2 separate regions of the Arachis hypogaea genome follow, and region 2 is linked to region 1. Evidence: chromatin contacts called from public Hi-C data. All regions are on one chromosome and are shown on one strand. The core of a region is the stretch at or near the end of the contact, and the rest is flanking DNA. Distances in the headings are between cores, read along the strand shown. Region 1 holds the start of LOC112766852. Region 2 holds the start of LOC112762974 (protein GRAVITROPIC IN THE LIGHT 1-like).

Region 1 (4,262 bases), core at 543-3,042:
TTTTTAAAGGAACCGACCCATATGGAAAGACCTGCAACAAAAGAAAGAGTATTTTAAATTTTAAGGTGAGCAGGCAAAGATGCATATATATATATTGACTGAATTCATCCATGTCATCATTTAGTGGTTTAAAATTACAGTGCACTATGCATCCTGTTTGTTCAAATATAATACAACCTCACTTTAAAGATGTTTTGCAAATGCAAAATATTCAAATAAGATTACATCCAGAGGCATGTGCATTTTATCATTTATCAACTCAAAGCAAATATGAGATTACAACCCATAAGTGATAATCCATTAAAACAAATCAGAAAATTCAAAATTGCACTTCGTTAACAGCACATATACATATTATTAAGCTAAACATATATATCCAGAAAAGGGTAATTCTTATAGAATGATTATACACTTAGACCAAAATCAGGAATAGATAGCTGATCCCGGATTTATTCATTTCCACAACTATCCTAAGGTTCGGCCTTGCGATTCTATCGGCCATAAAAACTCAACCAACCAAACAACCATACTCCATATCCTTCATTCCTTCTGCACTTAGCTCCCATAAACACGACTCAAGCTACAGGACACTCAGCTTGAATGGTAACTAGCGGGTCTTCCTACCTCCCAATCAAGTGCCATTAGAACAAGAACCCCCTCAACACATTCCTAAAGCTAAAAAGTAAAAACAGCAATCACCAACGTGCCATGCATAATCCACAGGCAAAAAGCACCGTTCAGTGAACACAAACAAAAACCCAACAACAACACTACATAACACAACAATCCAAACTCCCAATTGATGTGTCAAACAGCATATACACACACACTTGAAATTGCTCAGCAAACTATAACAGAATCATCACAAAACACAACAATATAACGCCAAAACCTCCAAAAACATCCAAGATCACAAAAAGAAAAGCATCCAATTCAAACAAAAGCTGCATGAAGTAAAGCACAATTATGAATCGAAAATTCAATGAGCAAACACAAAAATAAAATAAAATAACACCTCACACCGAGCGCCATATCGAATCAGCCTCTGCACGTAATCAACAACCTCGCGGCGCTTCCGGTCAGCACCGAGCGTCGGCCTAATCCGGCGGAGAATCGCGGAGGTGGTGGCCTCAGCGGCTGACCATGCGTCTGCAGCGACGGAGCTCGGATCGGGGTTTGACAACGGCAGCGGCGGCGACGGCGGCGACGAGGCGCAGGGGCGATCCTCCCCGAAAACGACGCCGTTCACATGAAGATCGCCCATGACAAAACGACAGCGCCGTTAACCCCTAACGGTTTAAAAAAAAAAGGAAAAATCCAGAAGACCAAAAAAAAATTGAAACGGCGAAATAAGCTTCCGAGAGCTCCGAACCCGAAATGGGGAGGCGAATTCGGGTACCCGATAACCCGAAACGGGTTTTGCGAACCCTCTCGGATGGAATTAAAAGGGGGAAGAGTGTGTTTGAGGTGAATCTAGCGACAGTGGGGGCATTAAGGGGAAATCATGAAATTGGGAAGAGGAAATGGGAGAGAGGGATTTTGAGGGAAAATGGGGGTGGAAATTCGATTCTATCTGGGGAAGAATATTGAAGGGGAGAAAGCATGAAGGCCAAAAACCGAAAAAGGGAGAAAAGAAAAGAAAATAAAATAAAATAAAATAAAATGTAAAGGGGAAGAGGAAGAGGGTAGAGGGTAGACGGGAAATAGAAAGTAGGGCTCTTTAGTTGAAGCGAGGAGAGCATTAGAGGAACTTGAACCAAGTCAAGCAGTTGGTCTCTTCTTCATTCATGTTACAAAAAATAAAATTTAGATTAACTCTTGTAAAATTTTTTGATAAAAAAAGTTAGTTATTTATGTCTTAAATTTTTTTTTGTGACTATTTCTGTCTTAAATTTGAAAAGGTTGAAGTGTTTTACAGACATTTATAAATATATTTTTAAAATTAGTTTGTAATTTTTAAATTAAAAAGACTAAATATAATTTTATATATTAACGAATATTTACATTTATTATTATTCTTTATAATATTTATAGGCCACAAAATTTACCTACGAAGATATAAATGGCGTATATGATTAAGAATGGTCTATTTGTGTAAAATTACATAGATATAATAGCAAAGCATTTTATTGGACGAAAAATCTATTTTATTATAGTCTATTTTAATAAATAGGATTGCTATACATTCAAGTATTTTTTTATTTAAGTTTATTCAATTAGGTCCAACACCAACAAAAATCACTATCATTAAAAGAGCATTATTACATGCGCTTTTTCTTCTTTTCCTCCTTCGCGCTTCTTCTTCTTCTCCCCTACGCTTCTTCTTTTTCTTCTTCTTCTTTTTCTTTCAAATACACGCATACGTCATCTTCTTCTTCTTTCAAATTCACGTATACCTCCTCCTCCTCTTCCTCCTTCACGCACGCAGATTCTTCTTCTTCTCCTTCAACTCCTCCTCCTCTTCTCCTCTTTCGTTATCGTCATCACCAACAACACCAACATTTTGCTAAATCGAATTGAATGGACGCAGCTGTTCTGAATTGAATTGAATTGATAATCTCTAAATTATAGACACAGGTGTTTTGAATTTGATTTTATATAATGAATAATGTTCCGTTCATTTAGTACTTTACAATTGTTTCACCTTAATAACGTGTTCAGTTCATTATGCAAAAAGCTGTTTTGAATTTGATTTTATATAATGGATAATGTTCCATTCATTTAGTATTATACAATTATTTCACCTTAATAACGTGTTCGGTTCATTATGAATTGAATTGAATTGAATTGATAATTTCTAAATTATAGACACATGTGTTTTGAATTTGATTTTATATAATGGATAATGTTCCGTTCATTTAATACTAACAATTGTTTCACCTTAATAACGTATTCGGTTCATTATGCAGGAAGCTGTTTTGAATTTGATTTTATATAATGGATAATGTTCCGTTCATTTAGTACTATACAATTGTTTTACCTTAATAACGTGTTCGTTTCATTATGAATTGAATTGAATTATTTTGAATTGAATGGACGCATGTGTTTTGAATTGAATTTAATTGAATTGATAATCTCTAAGAGGAGGAGAAGAAAGAGGAGGAGAAGAAGAAGGAAAGAAGAAAAATATGTGTGCAAATTTGGAAGAAGAAGTCTGCGTGTGCTTTGTTGGAAGAAGAAGAAGAAGAAAGAGGAGGAGAAAAAGAAAGAAAAGAAGAAGAAGAAGAAGGGAAGAAGAAGAACATGCGCGAATTTGGAAGAAGAAGAAGAAGAAATACGAAGGGGAGTAGAAGGAGAAGAAATGGAGAAGGAGAAGGAGAAGAAGAAGAAGCGCGTGATTTGAAAAGTTATTACAACAATTTGGATAAACCTGGATAAGGATTTTACTTGGATGTAGAGTTTTATTCTATAATAAATAAGAACAAATCATTCCTATATAGACACAAATTACAAAAAAAAAAATATTTTGAAACTGTTGTTTTCCTGATGAATGTATTATGTTGTTTGATTTATGCTGATTTATTTTAAATTTAGACTCTGAAAATAGAATTATCAATTATTACTTCTCGTGTATCTTAATCGTAATTAGCTTTTTTTTCTCAAACATCTTTTTTTTTTAGGTTATGAATCTTCTTTTCTAATTTTCTTTTTTGGTAACTTTGATTTTTTCTAATCTATTAGCATTTTTTTAAAATTTTTATCTATTTACTTATTTCTCTACTTATTTATTAACTCTATTCAACAACTTCTTTTTCAAAATACATGTAGAACAAGTGTTACCATTAAATTCTTTTCACTTCTGCAAAAAATTAACTTTTATTCAGTAAAAAAAATTATATGCACCACAATTGTATCTTATACCATCTATATTTTAAAAATTATTTTTTATATTGGTTTAATTTTGGTGTTGTACAAACTGTACAGGGGCTAAATCTGTGTATGATGAGAAAAACTTCTCGCAGGAAACGAGTATTTGATGCTGGCACCACGCAGACAGAAAAAAAATTATAGTTGTAACGTGTTCTGGGAGCACCTGACATTGACATCATGCAGACCGCAAGAAACTAGGATCTTTTAGCAGTTTTTCCAGCTTCTCATAGGTCACGATGTGTTGAGTCTGCTGCCACTGTCTTTTTGTTGGAAACGAAATGCTTTCATGGCGACACGATTATAAATACAGGAAAAAAATATAAAGTTAAACAAAAAAAGTATTAAAAAAGGTAGTTTATGTGGTGAATGGAGCTTAGGTAAGAGAAGATAAG
Region 2 (4,262 bases), core at 632-3,131, 260 kb before region 1:
AAAAAAAAGTGTAGGGACCAAAAAAAAATTTTTTTGATGCAGGGACTCAATTAAAAAGAAAAAAAAATATAGGAACCTAATTGAAAATTTTGCGAAACTATAGGCAGCAACAGAATAATTAAACCTTAAAATAATATCATAAATATTTTTCACAATTGTTAACCGTGGGAGCGCCTTTTGCCCCCAAGCTGGATAACTTTAAAAGATTTTTCTGTGATTAGCCACCTTAAAATATACATAAATATTTGTTTGGAGGTAGGGTAGATGATGAAAGGGTGTGATAAGTTCCGAGACATTTTAGCTACGATTGTATTGTAATGTATGATTGCATTGCATGGGGAACACTACCAAATTCGAATCCCTGAATTTGAATGAAGCCAAATATGAAATATTAAAAAGAACATCGCGTGCCACATTATTTCTTAATAATTTTCATTGTTTTTCTCAAATCCAACTACGCATGTGTGTTCTCAGGGTACTTTTACTGAGAAAATCTCTTTTTCAGTTTTTTTGAATGAGCTGAAAGATACACTTTCAGTTTCAGATAACCATTTCGGCTCTGCTTTTAATTTGCCACACACTTTAGGGTGTTAAATTAGTGATCGAATGAAGTCTCATTTGAATTTCGCTCTACTCTTTTCACTCAAATATAGAGTATTTTAGAACATTAATAAATAAGAGTTTAATTAATATGTCCTAATTAAAAAATTTGTTATAAAAAATATTAAATATTATATTTTTAATGTATTTATTGTGTATTCATTAAAATAAAATTAAAATTTTTTAATTAATATAATAATCTTGATATATATCTTTAGAATATATATTAATTAAACACCCGTAAAAGAAATTATCCCATTTTCACTATTAGATTCGTTTTGAAAATATAAGAAAATAATTGAATAATCTAGAATATTCAATCATATACTCTTAAATTTTTAATTGTGGACAACTCAGCATAAGATTTTATTTTAATTTGTTTAGAAGTGTACTAAGAAGATGTACATAAAAGATTGTTGCAGTACAAGTAATATTTAACTTTTTTTTTAGAAATACTTATTTTTTTAGGAATACTTATTAAAATTACTTAGAGGAGTAACTTGTAAAATTTCTTTGATAAATAAGCTACAAAATTATTAAAAATTCAAATTATTGAAGTTTTCCTTTAAAAAAAAAAAACAAAATGTACATTAAATACCTCAACAAATACTTTTAATAAAAAATAAAATGAATAATTACAATCATAGATTACCGGTACACCATTAACAAGTACAGTCAAAGAGGGCATGAAATTCAAACTTAGCATTAAATAGTAATTAATGACAAATAATTAATTCTTTCCATGAAAAAACGCACTCATTCATTCACTCATGAAGTTTCAAACTGCCAGACACACAGAAAAGGGTGGCAAAGCCAAACACAAAAAACAGCACTCAGTCTCAACAGTCAACACTGATCAACACAACAGTCAACGCTCTTTTGTTTGTAACATTCACTCACTGCAACACTTTCACTCTGGTGAGATTTTTCGCCACACTATTGTCCTTTGTGTTGAACCTCATATAGGGTATGTGTAGCATCTTCATATTCCTTCATTTTTATGTAAAATTTTTGCTTAGTTTTCTGAAGTGTGAAACTTTATTTGAACTACTGGTTCTTGTTTGGGTTATTGGATTTTTTTGTGCAATGTGGCTAACAGAACCCACTTCACCAAATTCATTGAGTTTTATTCTTTAGTTTCAAAGATTTTGACTTTGAGCAAAGTTGTTTGTTGTTGGAGGAAAAAAGCAAAAAGGAATCACTGTTAGATCCATTTGTGTTGAGTTGAGTTGAGTGAGTCTCAAAGTTTTGATCTTTTTCAATTTTCTTGGTCTCTTGGGATGGAAAGCACCAACACTATCACAGAAATCATAGGAAAGTTCGCCACCAAAGTTTGTAAACTGAAATCTATTGGGGTATTCTCCTCCGAAGCCCCAAATCTCAATCCCTTGCAATTACAGACGAAACCTGTTTGTAATAATGCCCCTGTGAGTGGAAACAGCAGTGATACAAGTGAGGAGATTAGAACCTATGATCTTAAAGTGCATCCCCACCCGGTTAAAGTTGTGGCAAAAGACCATGATGGCAATGATGGTGTGGAGGTCTTAAAGAATATCTTTGATGCTGTTTCTGCCCTCAAGTTGGCATATCTTAAGCTGCAACAAGCTCACATTCCTTATGATCCAAAGAAGATTGTAGCTGCGGATGATGAAGTTGTTGCTGAGCTTGAGAAGCTATGCAAGTTCAGGCGTCAGTATAAGAAAATGCAATGCAGCAAGGCGAGGTTCGATGCTGCACTTTCTAGTCAATTGCAGGCTGAAATTGAGGCCAAGGAGGCATTTTTGGGGAAGCTCAAGTCTCAAAATTGTGCTAAAGATTGTGAGGTTCTTCGGCTGCAACGAGAGCTTCAGGGCTTGGAGATGGGGAATGAAATTCTGATTGAGAACATCAAGAGGATGAGGGTGGTGAAGAGGGAAGCAAGTGTCTTGAGTGTTGATAAGTTCCAGAATGTTTACAAGGCTGCTTCGCAATCCATTCATAATTTCGCAAAACCATTGATCAGTTTGATGAAAGCTTCGGGTTGGGACCTAGATAAGGCTGCAAATGCCATTGAGACTGGTGTTGTTTATTCTAGAAGGTGCGACAAGAAGTATGCTTTTGAGGCCTACATTGCACTCCGAATGTTTCATGGGATTGCATTGTCTTCCTATGATGTAGGTTATGTTTTGAATTTTGATGATCCTATTGATGCACTGATGGCGAATCCGGATTCAGATTTTGCCAAATATTGTCAAGCTAAATATCTTCTCGTCGTCCATCCGAAAATGGAAGAGTCATTCTTTAGAAACTTGGATCACAGAGCATTCATAATGAGTGGGAGGCACCCAAGAACAGAATTCTATCAATTATTCGCCAAAATGGCAAAATGGATTTGGGTTTTACTAGGATCCGTGCACTCAATAGATCCTAATGCAGCCTTGTTTTCTGTGAACAGAGGAAGTGCTTTCTCCGGCCTACATATGGAATCTGTAAACGAAGAAAAGGAGAGCGACAAAGAGTGTGCCACCTACAAAGTTCAGTTTATGATCATGCCTGGATTTAAAATTGGACAGACAATAGTGAAGTCTCGAGTTTATGTCGCATAACATCGTTCAAGCTACATGATGGTGCTTTTAACCGGTAATTCAGCCAACAGAACAACACAAATTTTGTGCAAGAGTTATTTTGGTTGTATCTTAGTTAGCCACGGTAACAATGGCTACTAATTTATGCTAGCAGTTAGAATCTAAATCCACCAGCTTTACATTTGTGATATTTATCATTGAGTAAAGTACTGATATATCTTTTAAGTTACCCTGGTTTTCAGATTTCTGCTGTATTTTCTCAGTGCCATTCACATTACCCTATGAACTGTAAATAGATGGTTCGCCAAATTCTTTCATTCATGAATTCCCTTTAATCCATTCCATGATCATAATTCATTAATGGTAGAACATGAACATATTGCTCGGCTTTTCTGTAACCAATAAAACACCAAGTGCTGATATAAGTGCCCGATTTTTAACCACTCCATGTTTTCTAACTTGTTTTCATATTAATTATCTAAGTTCAAATTCAAAGCTATGCTTAATCTTAATCTGTTTATGGCGAAAATTGCAAACACAACAAAATCTTTCAAACCAAATCAGCAATAAAGTTGAATCCACATATTGAGGAAGCCATATAACTTGGAATTATTCAAACATGAGAGAGCGCATTTGAAAAAGTAATTCATGATCATGAACAAAGCTTATCCATAAAATGGTTGCATCCATTTCATGGGAAAAGTTAACTAAAAAGAAAAGAATAAATTTAATATCTATTTACTGTCACAGAATGGCTCCTTAGGCCATCAATTCTTCACTATCAGAAGAAAACAAGTCCTTGCAGAGCTCTCCATAGAATCTACAAACCAAATCAATGAACACAGGACTCTTAAGATTCTTCCAGCAGTATAGAAGCTCCTCCACATCCATCAAATCCTTTGTTTTCCCTTCTTCCACAATCATCTCCACCAAGTAGTTCTCGAAGCTCCGGCATGCATCTTCGACATCTTGGCTTGCACCTTCCTTTTTGTCCACCTTAGGAGGCACACTCACAAAACCTGGGCTGAGCGGCGAAGGAATAACCGGCGTTTCAAGAATGTTTAAGGCGGGGCTCCTAGGGCCTTCTTGTGAGAACCC

Evidence for each region. A called contact is a pair of places that touch in the nucleus more often than the background predicts.
Region 2: a contact with region 1 is called in a Hi-C map of leaf, with 2.2 times the contacts expected there. The contact joins the promoter of LOC112762974 here to the promoter of LOC112766852 in region 1. A contact is called at or near these places in 2 of 8 Hi-C or Micro-C datasets (both in leaf).

The regions. Positions count from the first base shown.
Region 1 is chr17:20,839,898-20,844,159 of arahy.Tifrunner.gnm2.J5K5, reverse strand. LOC112766852 reads right to left here and starts at 1,792. Exons shown (of 10, transcript XM_029294731.2): 1 at 1,016-1,792; 2 at 1-31. The coding sequence starts at 1,264.
Region 2 is chr17:21,101,991-21,106,252 of arahy.Tifrunner.gnm2.J5K5, reverse strand. It overlaps LOC112762974 (protein GRAVITROPIC IN THE LIGHT 1-like), which reads left to right and starts at 1,881. Exons shown (of 1, transcript XM_025808765.1): 1 at 1,881-3,185. The coding sequence starts at 1,881. The coding sequence ends at 3,185.